Linked DNA regions of Sus scrofa: region 2 is linked to region 1. Evidence: chromatin contacts called from public HiChIP or PLAC-seq data. All regions are on one chromosome and are shown on one strand. The core of a region is the stretch at or near the end of the contact, and the rest is flanking DNA. Distances in the headings are between cores, read along the strand shown.

Region 1 (7,501 bases), core at 2,647-5,146:
TATTAGTATGAGGTTTCCAGAACTTAAAAATAAATAGGGCTGTTTAATATTCTGTTCCAGTTTTATTATTTGAGGGAATAACTTCATAAATTTCCAAGTAAATACTTCAATAAATGAAAGGAAGTACAAACAAGCCACACCCTGGTCTCTAAATTCCTTTAATAGAAATCCTTTCGTTTTCCTAATGCAACAATATTCGTTAAATATTTTTTAAAAAATTCACTAGTATAAAAAAGATGAGAGAATTTTTCTTTAAATAGTAGTATTGTTAATATTTAATTTCTTTGGTGCCTCTTTTCCTAAGAATCCAAGAGAACAAATATACAGTCATCACAACATCATTCTGTCACTTTAAAATTTACAGTAATCCCAGGTATCAGATTTTTTTTTTTAAATCTGTATTTCATTTCTTTTGATTATACCCCTAGAAAGCAAGATCTTTGTTCTCATTGTTTTGTGGAGGACCTCTGAAACTTCACACATGTGGTTTTATGATGGATTATTAGTTCTACACAGAGTTATTTCTTTTCTAAACTTTGGCCTCTCTTAATTCCAGGCATATTACTCAGCCTCTGCAGTTCATAGGTCATTGGCTTCTAGATTATGGTTCTGACAATGGGTCAGAAGCTCTCCCAAACAATAGTAGATATTTATGATTTACTGAGCACTTTCTCTGTGAATCGTTCTCTGCCAAGTACTCCAAAAGATAAAAAGATGAACCAAGTATGATTCCTTGTAGAAACTTCATCTAGTGGAACAGTGCACATTTGTAGATGCAAAAGCTGAGTTTCCCAAAATACCACTGTCAGTTCTCTAGGAAGGCTGTTCTTTCTTCATCGCTGAACATGTGGAGTTGCATATCCTTCACTGGAAATACACTATTTCATCCACTGTCTCTTCCTCATCTCTTTCTCCTGACTCACTTATCTGATCCAGATGTCTCATTTTGATGTTTTCTCTGGGAATAGTTCCTCTAGACCACGAAGATTGGGTTAGGTGTCTCTCGTTCTTAATTTCATTTCGTTCTTAAATATTTCCCTACAACTGGTCCTCTCTATCTGTGTGTTCCACATCCTCATTCAACCAACTACAGATTGAAAATTTTTTTGGGGGGGTGGATTCTAGAAAGTTCTATAAAGCAAAACTTGAATTTGCTGCTCACTGGCAATTGTTTACATAACATTTACATTGTGTTAGTTATTTTATGTTATCTACAGATGGTTCAAAGTATACAGGAGAATGTGTGTAGGTTATTTGCAAATATCACATGTTTTTATGTAAGAGACTTGAGCATTTGTGGATTCTGGTATCCATGGGGGTCCTAAACCAATCCCTGATGGGTGCAGAGAGAGGACTGTAGTTAGCATTTATTGTCAGTCATGTGTCAAGCACTTTCACTTGTGTAACCCTCCCAAACTTCATGAGGTGTTTTCCTTGCCACTTTTCAGGTGACAAAACTGAGGCACCAAGAGGTGAAGTGACTTGGCCAGGTTCCACGGTGAGGTGGAATTGGAATTTGAACCAGGTCTCTCTCCAGAGCCTTTACTCTTCTGGCAGGTGTTGCCTCACTGGGAAAACTCATAAGAGGCATAACATTTAAAAGGGAGGAAATAAAATCATCACTGTTTATAAATGAAAGCTGTGAAAATGAACAAACTACTAAAATCAGTGAGCGAGTTCAGCGAGATTGCCGGGCAGAAGAGTAACAAAAAATCAGTAGCATTTTTCAACACTAAATAAGATGTTAGCTAACATAATACAACAATAAAACACAGCAGGAAGATGCTCTGACCACGATAAAGTAGAGTTTACTTGAGGAGGATTATATAGATGGCCCGATATTAGAAAATCTATCAATATGTTCTTCAGGGATACAGAACAAGTTATTATCAAGCTCTTAGGTAAAAGCTTTATAAGATAAGGTGGGATCTTCCAAATAAATGCACTAATAAATGAATCAATGAATCAATGAGATATACTGAAAAAATCCCTAGTAAATGTCATACATAATACAGAATTAAAAAGCATCTTCTTTAGTTTTGGGAAATGATGAGGATGTCAAATTAGTGCCACTAATTAACACAGTACTGAAGACGAAGCTAATAATAGCTCCTTTTTACTGAGCACTTACTATGTACCAAGCAGTATTCTTAGTGCTTTATATGTTCTGCTTGTTTAACAGTAGTAGACTCTAAGTTCTTTACTTACCTTTGTTTCCTGTATCTTTTTGCTTCCTTCAAAAATTATTTCAGGCAGGGTCAATGAAGGGTGAATTTTTCTGAGCCCTGATAAGCCTGTGAATATATTCATTGCATCAGCACAGTTAAGTAATGATTTCCCTGGATATTTAATTCCAGGTACAGGGCTGTTTTTCTTCAATATTGTGGGGACTCGACTCCATTATCTTCTTGTATCTGTTGTTTCCCTCGAGAAGCCTGATGTCTATCTGACCTTTCTCTGCTTCCATACTAATGAATATTATGAAGTTTTTACTTAGCTTGAATATTCTTGAATTCCACTAAAATATTCCTGACTTTGACTGTGGGTTTGTTTTTAACTGTATCGTCTTTATTTTGAGGTCTTAACGTTTGCGATTTTTGAAAAATCTTGATTATTATTTTCTCATTTATTTCCCTAATTTTTTTCCAGACCACAAGTGGACAGAAGTTGGAATTTCTGCTTTCATCCTCCATATCATTCGACTCTTCATTCATTTTCTTCTTCTAATTGTGAGTCCCTAGTGCCTTCCAGGATAGTCCTTGATCTGTGGTGCTCATTGTTTCATGCTACAGCAGTATTCATTCTGGCATTCAAGCGACTTACTTAATTCCTTACTTTATCCTTTATTTTAAAAAATATTTATTATACTCAGTTATTTCTTCATAATTTCTTCCTCCTGATTCATGTTTCCAAAATCCCTCTTACTGTTCCACAAAGTATTTATTATTTTATGAAATTCTTATTTCAATTCTTATCTGTTCCACTAGGCTTTCCACATCTGACACACTTTTTTCCAGTGTCCGTCACTCTTTGGCAGAGTCCCCACTGTACATTCTTCCCTGTAAGCTTCTCTTTCTTAAATTGAGATCATTGTTACTCTAGTGTCTATCTGCTGGGAGCCAACACCCTTGGCTCTGGGTTAGGGTTCTCCAAATATGTTGGTAGGGGCATCCTTCAGGTTGAAGAACTTTGACTCTTGCCTTCTGCATTTAACAACTCTGTGACTCTCCACTCTTCTGATACCTTGTTTTCCAAGGATCCTTTCCAGTCTCTTGCTGTTGGTGCCTCATTATCTGGAAGTAGTTATGGGAAAAGCAATTACTTGGACCCAGGGTTTGGGCTTCTGTAGTTGGTGTTGACAGTTTTTCTGAGTGCCCCACCATATAGGCACAGCCAGCAAGTATCAGTCAAATGAAGCAGGCATCTCTCCATCCTACCTTTTGGGGAAAATGAGGGAGGGAGCAGGAGACAGCAACTACAACCTTCTTCCTCATCTCACCCTCTGTTTCTCGTCTCTGACTCTGTCCAGCTCTGGGCTGCCAAACTGAAATAGAATTTCTTTCTCCCAAGGGTTTTTCACAGATTTGGCATTAGTTCCTGAGCATGGCTTGGCATTCTACAAACCATCTGATTTCTTAAGAATCCACAAGGTGGATTTCCAAAGACGGAGCCAGCTACCCTTGTTGGGTCTTCCTCTAACCTAAGAACTATCTGGTCTCCTGCCTCCCAACTGATTCATTCAGGAAACAGTAGCTATGTAAATATATAATAATATTCACCATTATTGTGGTGAAACAACATTGGACAAAAATCCCAAAGATCCCAGTATAAAAGCAAGAGTGTGGTAGCTTGGCCACAGTGTAAAGGAGATTGTGAAAATTCCATCTTTCCATTCCTCTGAGACAGAGCTGTAAATTGGGCTACAGTGAGTTAGGATGAATCAGACTTGTTTCATAGCAGTTGTGGGTGGTGTGTTTACTTTCGTTGTTCTGACCCAGAAAGCAGCTGCTTGGAAATAAGTGGCAGTGTAGCAGCATTTTGCTAGTGCTACTGGCACAGGATTGTTAAACTAAGGTGTGAAGGAAAAACAATTCAGAATCTATTAAGATAGCCCTTTAGTTATCACCTTATAAACAAGGTTGAAAGCCTCAAGCATATTATAACCCTAGATTTTTAGGGACAAGTAGACCTGTTTTGAAAATGAGCTAATATCGTGAGGCGGTACCAGGCATAGCACATGCCTTGTGCTCCCTGTTGGCGAATGAACTGCCAGTGAAGGATTAAGCTGGGCATCCAACACAAGGTAGACCTGTTTTTACCTATTTGTATAACACTCGACAATACATTTAGTTTCTCTGCACTTTTTTTCTCTTCTGGGAAATTAGGAGGATTAGACAAGAGGAATTCCTTCAAGTTCAAATGAGATGGTTTTAACATAACATGGATGAATTTGATAATATGCTGGTAACCAACCTATGACCTTAATAGAATACTGGAAGGGATTTTAGACACATTCCAATCAAGCTTCCCTGTTTTAGAGATGAGGAAACTGAGGTTAAGAGACATGAACAGCGTTGCTCTGGTCACATAGCTGTCTAAAGACAGAACCAGAACCAGGGTCCAGGTCTGTAGGCTTCCAGTCTATTCCATGGCAGTGCCCACTGCCGTTGTTTACATGAACCCAGAGAGGTTTTATTTCTATAAAAATGAATGCTTGTGGTTCCAGCCCATGGTAGTGACCCATTTAATGCTAACTGCTTAGAATGCTATGTTCTCTAGCTGGATGGAGAAAAGCCTATGTTGTACATATATTCTGCAAGACTTTCCAATTTCCTTTGTTCTCATTCCACGTCTTTCAAAGAATCTTCTTGTGAGTAATATGGCCATTTTAGTTAATAGCGCAGCCTCTGTAATTTAGGGGTGGCTCTGGTGCAGGAAGAAGCCACCCACATTTGCCTCTTCATAATCCCCTCTGAAAACAAACCAAAACAGTCCTTAAAAGTAAGTTGAAACTACAAAAATGTAGCCATCTTGGGCATCCAGCAGAAAGGGTCAGAATCTTAAGAACTATAACAAATACATAATCCCACAGAAGGAATGGGGCACATTAAGTATTTGATGACGTCTGTACAGCCCATTTTCTTTGCACAAAAGCTGAGGAACATGGGAGAAGCAGAAATCTGAGAAAAATGGCGAGAAGTTTGGAATGATGATCCATTCATAGTAATTTTAGTAACTACTATTTAAATAAGAATATTTAATGAGACCAGTGAAAGGAGGTCAAGAACTAAAACTGATTAAGTCTCCTAATCTGGGTGCAAGCATTTTGTTATCTATGTACTAGGTAGTGACACACAGTGCTGGCGGAGAAGAAAGAACCAGCAGTGCCAGAAAGGTAAACATGTTCCACCATCTAATCCAGGGAAAAGCAAGCCAGCAGCCACATGGACCACACTGGAACTTGGGAGGCCAAGCACTCTGCCAGTTTTTAAATAAACTTTATTAATGGAGACAGCCAACCTCAGAGCGGCTTCATAGGCACTTCTGCTTTTCTCTGTAGACTTGGGAAGTTTAGTCTAACTTGTCAGGAGAAGCCCTGCAAGCTTCAGAAACAAGCTTCTGAGGCATACCTCAGAAACAAGATAGCTATAGCACATGTATGGCCCACTGGGTTGATTCAGTGTTCAGGGTAAATCATTTGATCCACTTCACAACAAGCCAAATATTTGGAGTGGGAAATACCAGAAGCCTAATCAGCAAGAGAAATAAAACATTAGGAAAATGATAACCAGCTCTAGTGAGACAGGGTACTGAGGAATTAATGGACTTAATTGTGCCTGTATTTCATTAAAAATTAGCTTTGCTTTAGCTTTTTTTTTTTTTAAACTTAATTTTAAGTGTTGTTTCGGAGGACTGTGGTAGTCATACTTCCTTGCTTCTGGTTGAGATTAGTGAGAAGCCATAGAAATGTTTGAATCCAGTTATTTGCCAGCAGGAGAGCAGCTATATCATTAAGCTGTCATTTTCACTCATAGGTTATTATCAGCAGGTAATAAGAAATATGCATCATTATAAATGTCATACAGCATTTCATGCTACAACAGATGAGGTATGTCTTCCTCGGCAGCACCGGGCAATCATCTAGAGATTGGTACCAGTAAGGCTATTATAAATCATAACACACACTTTAATAGTTAAACAATTATCTGGAGTGGCAGTACTGGAAAATTGTTTAGTAATGATTGGTTGATTTTTATGACAAAGAATAATTTTTATATAGATCTTTTTATACAAATACCTGAAGGAGGCAAAAGAAGAACATTCATTATAAACACACACTTGGGAACTTCTTGGTTTGGGGCTCATTTATCTTTTTATTTTTTAATGATTTTTATTTTTTCCATCATAGTTCCTGTCTCTTTAAGTGCAAATATTTGAAGTTGCCAGAATAGCTTTCCATATACATTTTAGAGTTTAAAATTATTTATATGTAATATTCCAATTATATGAAGATACTGCGTAGTAGGACTAAACAGGCCAAAATTGGCCACTTTATAATCTTTTAATAGTCTTTTAATATCAAGACTATATCGTTTTCTGTTTGAGAAGCCACAAATTAACAAGGGGGTGTCTTGGCCTATGGGATAAAAGGAAGATATTGCTTTGTTTTTAAAGGGCTAAAGCTACGAGGCTTCTCTCACATTTGTCCCTTTCCTTTCTCTTGGTATTAGGCCTTTGTCATTCTTTTCCACTTCTGTCTCTTCCTTCATCATATTTATGTTCTTCAAAACTTAGCTCAATGTTACCAACTATAAAAACCTTACCTGGACTGATCCAGCTGTCCTTTCCCATTCTATTCTGTCACCCTAGATTTGGCCCTACTTCTGGAACGGTTTAACAGACTCCGTGAGAATTTAAAAATAATATAAGGGATATGTGTTTCCACCAAGGCTATTGCAATCCAAAGTCGGAAAATGTTTGTTCCTAGGACCTGCCCTAATAAAGAGCTTGCACCAGATGTAATTCACCTAATCAATAACACGTTTAGTTCATCTGATATTTTTTTCCTAACAAAACTTTCCTGAAGAAGCGATTAGTGCACGTGTTCTCGGTTGTAAACTAGAACTTGAATAACACTGAACTAGACTCTGATCATGTTCATGGCCACTTCTTCTCTTTCCAGTCCTGTGGGAAGGGTAGCAGAACCGGAATGTGAGAGATGAGATGACTGGTTCATGGTGAGGAATTGCATTCACCGTGGTGATCATCGCTGAGACGTAGCATTTTCAAGTGTTCACTGGGTGTAGTCTGCATGAACTTACTTGAACCTCACAGTGGCCCAGTGAGTAGGGGTTATAATTTTCTCTATGCCACAGCTGAAGAAACTTAGAGATTAACTTTCTCTAAACCCTACTAAAATAAATGCCTAAGTTGGAATTCACCCAGATTTATCAGAAACCAAAGTCTGTACTATACCTAGTTGAGTGCCATCCAGAATTTT
Region 2 (6,984 bases), core at 2,464-4,963, 210 kb before region 1:
AAGCTATTGGAAAGCAAAAGAAACCATCAACAAAGTGAACCTATGAAATGGGAAAACAAATATTTGAAAATCATATATAAAATAAAAGGTTAGTATCCAAGCTATATAAGGAGCTCATAAGAGTTCATACAACTCAATAGCATAAAATCAAATAAGCCAATTAAAAATGGGCAAAGGACCATAACAGACATTTCTCCAAAGAAGGTATACAAATAGCTAACAGGTACATAGAAAGATGCTCAACAGCAGCAGTTGTTAGAAAAATTAAAACCACAATGAGCTATCTCCTCATACTTGTTAGAATGGCTGTTTTTAAAGAGACCAGAGGATAACAAATGCTGGCAAGGATGGTAGAGAAAAGGGAGCCCTGTTGCACTGTTGGCAGGCTTGTGAATTTGTACATCCAATAGAGGAAATAGTATGGAGGTTCCTAAGAAATTTAAAGATAGAACTACCGTATGATCCGACCATTCCACTTCTGGGATATCTGTACCCTCCATGTTCAGGGCAGCATTATGTACAATGGCCAGGACTTGGAAACAACCTAAGTGTCCATTGACGGATGAATGGATTAAAAAGGTGTGTGTGTGTGTGTGTGTGTGTGTGTGTGTGTGTGTGTATGTACAAATGAAATTCAGCCATAAAAAATGAGGAAATCATACCATGTGTGACAACATGGATATACCCTGAAGGCAGGCTAAGTGGAATAAGCCAGGCAGAGAAAGACAAATACTGTCTGATTTCACATATATGTGAAATATATGTGAATCTTTAAAAAAAAAACCACACAACTAATATGTTAAAATAATACTTAAAGTTTTCTTTTTCTTTGGAGGAGGTAATGATAGATTTATATTTAAAACTGTTTTTTTGGTTTGTTTGTGTCTTTCTTTTTTGGCCTCCTTTGGGCTGGTGATGGAATCAGTTCCTCCACAGAGACAAGCCAGATCATTAACCCACAGCAGGAACTCCTATAACTACTTCTTTTATTTATTTATTCATTTGTATATTCATCTATCTATCTATCTTTTTAGGGCTGCACCTGCAGCATATGGAAGTTGCCAGGCTGGGGTCAAATCAGAGCAGTAGCTGCCAGCCTACATCACAGCTCACAGTAATGCTGGATCCTTGACCCACTGAGCAAGGCCAGGGATCAAACCTGTCTTCATGGATACTAGTTGGGTTCATGTCCTTTGAGCCATGGTGGGACCTCCCTAAAATTACTTTAAAAAAATTTCAGGGAGTGATATTTTCTGACTCTGTTATTGGCTTTTTTGAACCAGACTGATTTTTGTTAGAAACAACTTGATACATGTACTAACTAAAATAAATTCATATATAATTTTTTGCTGAGTAATGAAAAACATAACATGATTGCTTCTATTTCATGTGCAAATAATCAAATAAATAAGTTATTAAAAAACTTAAGATTGGCTTTATTGTACATTGTTGGAGAGACCTTAAACTCAATACTGAAGACCCAAGTTACTTAGAATTTCCCAGCAAGTTCAAACATGTCAGTATTGGCAGGTGCTTTTGTTGCTTTATCCTTGCTAGTCCAAGATGGAGATGGCTCTCACTGCATAAAAATGTTTTTGCCTGTTGCAGGCATAAGAAGATTTGAAACATATGTTTTGGAAACCTTTCTTGGCAGGTGATAGGATTCAATATGCCACTAGTCTCAGAGGCCTTGGGTAAGAGTCTTTAACAGAAGTTTTTCTTTTCTAGAGCAAAAAGATACTAGATTCAATTTCATATATTAATTGTAGAGTTACAGGAACTCTCTGGATCATTATTCAGGAGAATCTCTGTGCTCATTTATACACAGCCCCAGAATAAATCTGCTTGTTGTAGGCTTAACTCTGTGACTTCAATTGATAGTTGATTCGGTGGTTGACTTTAGCGTGACAGGCCAGGCTCAGTTTGATTTATTGTGTGACCGAGGTTGCTGGCACAGGGGAAAGTTGATTTGACTTGTTTTGGTTGCCTCCTGACAAGGTTTTCCTCACTTCATTCCTAGCCAAGCCTCTGAGCTACTTTCTTTCCCCGGTTGTTTTCAAGCACTGACAGCTTTATCGATACATCTTTTTTCTCTTTTCCAAAGCTACTGCTATTACATTCCACCACTAAATGTTAGCATCAAGTCATGTGAGGAATTTCCTACTTCTCCTGGCCTCTTTCCTTAGCCCTGCATCTCCTGATGACTTCTCTTTGCATGTGGATGGTGCAACCCTGAGACTTCTGGCCAAGCTTTAATTAAACTTTTTTTTTTTTTCTGATTTCAAAAGAAACACAGACTTAAAAAATAACTCCTAAAACATTATGAAATATGGGATTTAAAAATGAAAAATCATCCATCTCCTGAGAAGTGTTATGTATGTTATTACAGATTCCTCCCCCCCATGGAACTACTTCAAAAGGGATTCTATTATATATTCTCTTTTGCTACTTGAATTGTCTATGGTACCCATGGTCTTATACACTGTGTACAATCTATAATATGTGTTACTCCCAGGGGGATGTGGACTTGTTTAGTTATTCCTTACTGGGATTCACTTGGATTGCTCTTTTCCCTTCCAAATGTTCTAATTTTCTGTTACAAGAGAACACTTAGTTGCAGAAAGGGGATTTCTTCATTGAATTCTGGATTAAGACATAGTGTTAAAAATACACACACATGCACACACACAGAGCTTACAATATTTAATAATAGGTTCAACATAGGTATTGACTGATCAAAACAGATGTCAGCCTGGAGAATCCTGTTTTCTACAATGATTAAAATATGTTAAGTGATGCACCAACATAAGACAGACACACTTTTTATACAACAAACACAATTCATATTGAAGTTAACCACCCAAATGTAATATCTGGCTACATTAACTTTCTCAATTTTTTCCATGACAACTTATCCTCATCCTTATCCTTCTTTCCTTATAAACCTTAGCTGGACATGTAACTCATGTAACTCTTTTTTTTTTTTTTTTTGAATACTTTGTCATTTTCCCTTTGGACAGTGGTTCTCAAAAGCTTGATATTTGCTTCCCAGGGGACACTGGAGATGTTTGGAGACATTTCAGATTGCCCTACTGGGGAGGAGGCAGTGCTACTGGCATCTTGTAGGTAAAAACCAGACATTGTTAAGTGTCCTGGAGTATGCAGGACAGGCCGCATGAAAATAACTATCTGACCCAAATTCTCCATAGTGCTGCTTTAGGATGGGGTTATCTGGTCCGTGCCACCAAGCTGACCCCCGGGTGGTTTGTAAACTCTGTATAGGTACAATGACAGGTACAGAACATTTGTACTCAATACCTCACTTTTTTTTTTTTTTTCTCCTGAAAATAATTGAGTGGCTGCTTTGAGAAGCTCTAGCAATAGCGAGGGAGTGGCTGATTCTCTCACCCTGTTAGGTCTTGAATTGGGTCTCCTCTTTCCCCAGATTCACATGGGGAGGTTCTAATCCCCAGAACTCATGTGTGGAAGTTCTAATACTCAGAATGTGACTTTCTCTGGAAAGAGGGTCATTGTAGCTTCACTTGGTTAAGATGAGGTCATTAGGTGGGGCCCTAATCCACCATGACTGGTGTCCTTAGAAAAAGGGGAAGTTTCTACACAGACACATGCACATGGGAAAATGAAGGCAGAGATCAGGTGCTGTTTCAACAAGTTAAGGAATCCCTGAGAAGCTTTGGTACTTTGTTACCATTTCCATTAGGTGGGGCCCTAATCCACCATGACTGGTGTCCTTAGAAAAAGGGGAAGTTTCTACACAGGCACATGCACATGGGAAAATGAAGGCAGAGATTGGGTGCTGTTTCAACAAGTTAAGGAATCCCTGAGAAGCTTTGGTACTTTGTTACCATTTCCTGCTAGGTTAGGTTTTATTTAAAGAGGGCTACTTAAAATACATGGTAAAGATGGAAACTTAGAGAAAAAACAGACAGAACTTTTTTATTATTTTTTATTTTTTCCGCTGTACAGCATGGAAACCAAGTTACACATACATGTATACATACTTTTTCCTCCCATTGTTGCGTTTCCATAAAAAGACAGAATTTTAACTCATTATTTTTCTTTCTTTTTGTCTTTCTCTCTTTTTTAGGGGCACACCTGCGGCACATAGAGGTTCCCAGGCTAGAGGTCCAATCAGAGCTGTAACCGCCAGCCTAACGCCAGGGCCACAGCAACGTGGGATCCGAGCGGTGTCTGTGACCTACACTACATATCATGGCAACGCCAGATCCTTAACCCGTTGAGCAAGGCCAGGGATTGAACCTGTATCCTCATGGATGCCAGTCAGGTTTGTTAACCACTGAGCCACGATGGGAACGCCCTCATTATTTTTCTTATAAATCTCCTTCCTCTCTCAGTTTTCTAAGTTATTGTGTTAGGGGTTGTTTTCTGTCAATACGGTCAATCTTTCTCATCTTCTATTTTTACCCATCAGCCTTTGTCCAATGATGCAACTTTAACATCTACTACTCAGACCCAACAAATCATTTTCTTTCCCACTGTACATCCTTTTTTTCAACTAAAGGAATCTTACTGTTTTCAGCATTCTATACTTTTTTAACTCATACATTTTTGACAATTTTTTGGAATTACTACATGGCATGATTGTGACTGCTCTACATTTCCAGCCATCATCCTACCCACTTGCTTCCATTTATCATTTACTTCAAATACTGTCCTTTTTTAGCTACCTATATAGAATTTGATTTTCCCCCAAATCTTACGTTAAAAACATAGTATTCAACCTTCCACTTACAACATTTCATATAAGCATTCTGGTATTATTCTGAACTTTCTTTTCCTCTTGGACATATAATTCCAAACTTTACTCTTAAAATCACTTTTAACTCTTTTTTTAATTATCTAAAAACACACTTATATGTATGCATAATATACATATTTTATAATACATATACTATGAACATGTTTATAGTATATATTATATGCATATAAATAATCTAATGAAATATACATATTAAAATTTGGATAAACAGACTATTTCAGCATTAAGGGAGATGAGGCTATTCCCTAGTCTTCTTTTCTGCCATTTAACAAATAAGGAAACTAAACCAGAGTGTCCTTGTGAAACTTGTGAAACTAAACTTGTGAAATAGTTTTGTGTGTATGTGGGGTGCAGGAGGAGGAGAAAATAAGATAGAGAAGGTTGGGGTTTAAGATAAGTGATGGGAGCTCCTGTTGTGGCACAGTAGAAACAAATCCGATTAGGAACCGAGGTTGTGGGTTTGATCCCTGGCCTCGCTGAGTGGGTTAAGGATCTGGCATTGCTGTGAGCTGTGGTGTAGTTGGCAGACGTGGCATTTCTGTGGCTGTGGTGTAGGATCTGACATTTCTGTGGCTGTGGTGTAGGCTGGTAGCTGTAGCTCTGATTTGACCTCTAGTCTGGGAACCTCCATATGTCGCAGGTTTGGCACTAAAAAGCAAAAAAAAAAAAAAAAGTGATTAAGAAGGAGGAGCAGGAAGCCAACTCAATGGTTAAAAAAATGACCACAAAGGAGGAAGTGAAAGCATCAGTGTTTTCCCACCTCCCAACTTCAAGTTCTGTGTTTCTTCCCAGTAAACCACAGCACTGGAAATCCCTATCTGCAATTAAAATAAGGGGATTGTTCAGGGAAGATTTGAATTCTTCCCTGCAGTGAGAGATGTCAGCAATTTGTAGAAATAATTCACTCTTTCCTTTTTCTGGATTGACATGGTTGTGTGTGGCCAGCATAGGATTTAGAGACTGACCTCAATCTGTTTGCTTCCGATACTTCAAGGAATCTTTAATAACTAAAGAAGGTTTCTTTGGTTTCTTTGTTTTTGCTTAAGGGATGAATATAAACATAGGACTCATAGAATTGTGCAGGGGTTTGTGAAGTCTGCTGGAGTATACTTTATTGTAACAATGTTGACCTTGAGATAAACTGCTTTATTCTGTTTTGTTTGGAAAATCAGAATTTCATCTCCATGGAAAATAGAGGTGAATCAGGTACAAGTGCTAATGATTAAGTAGAAATGATGAACCCTATATTTCAGACTCAGATATTTTGGAAGTTTTCTGTTTTTTATAGAAATCTCAATTTGTCACAGTACGGAAATCAAGAGTATAATTAAGCTAATTAGCATTTTAAAATGTGATTGGAATACAAGTTTTAACTCTCCTAAGAGAGATATAACGATAGATATTCTGGTTGTATGCTAATAATCAAACTTTATCAAAACACTTTCTTGAAGGAACTCTACTTAGCCACACGGTTTCTATTACTTTCATATTATTTCCTATGCAAAAGAGTAATAAAGTTATACCTCATAAATACTCTAAATATAACTGTCCTTCCTTAATTGGTGGATATCAGGAAGTTTTACATTATCAAAACATAATAGGTATATATTTATAGACATATATATATATATACACACACACATATATAGGTGCACTCTACTTGTTGGCATATTTTTTTCTGGATGGCCAAGAGAGTTGTTATAAAACAGTGGAAGAGAAAATATTGCGGCAAATTAATGAACTTAAATGGCTTATTATAGTTTCCAGGTCAAGACAACTTATTGAAGACTATTATAACTTTTTCTTTAGTCCAGGAAACCACAGAATATTTACCACTTATTTCTGAGAAATGAGTGCAACTTATGGTAAATGTGACACAAATACCAGATTTGTATAGACTGGAAGTCTTTGCTTTGTGCATAGGAGTGGAATCATAAAAACGGCAATGCATGTTGGCATTGTACAAAATGATCTTAGTCGATGGGAAAATTATGATCATTCCATGATCTTTAAACCTTTTCGCCAAAACATGAAGAATTCCCATACTGTTGCTCATAAATGTATATAGGGAAATGGAAAAAGCAGTAATATTAATATTTATTTAGTACATTGTAATTTAAAACATTACAACATTGAGAATTAAGTGTTACATTTTTTGGGAAAGTTTTATCCAGCGTAGTTTG

Evidence for each region. HiChIP or PLAC-seq counts read pairs in DNA pulled down with a chosen protein or histone mark.
Region 2: an H3K27ac HiChIP or PLAC-seq map of alveolar macrophages shows a contact between it and region 1. The contact joins two enhancer-like sites. A contact is called at or near these places in 1 of 47 Hi-C or Micro-C datasets (liver) and 1 of 2 datasets of contacts at active chromatin or transcription factors (alveolar macrophages).

The regions. Positions count from the first base shown.
Region 1 is chr8:85,720,861-85,728,361 of Sscrofa11.1, reverse strand. It overlaps a transcript of IL15 not described here. Among named protein-coding and RNA genes, the nearest start is that of IL15, 46 kb to the right of the region's middle. Within about 2 kb of position 3,896, at least 11 of the 83 cell types and tissues checked have an H3K27ac peak or open chromatin away from gene starts, as enhancers often do. A contact at or near this core is called in alveolar macrophages, where this site is marked.
Region 2 is chr8:85,926,835-85,933,818 of Sscrofa11.1, reverse strand. No RefSeq gene overlaps it. Among named protein-coding and RNA genes, the nearest start is that of ZNF330, 110 kb to the left of the region's middle. Within about 2 kb of position 3,713, at least 2 of the 83 cell types and tissues checked have an H3K27ac peak or open chromatin away from gene starts, as enhancers often do. A contact at or near this core is called in alveolar macrophages, where this site is marked.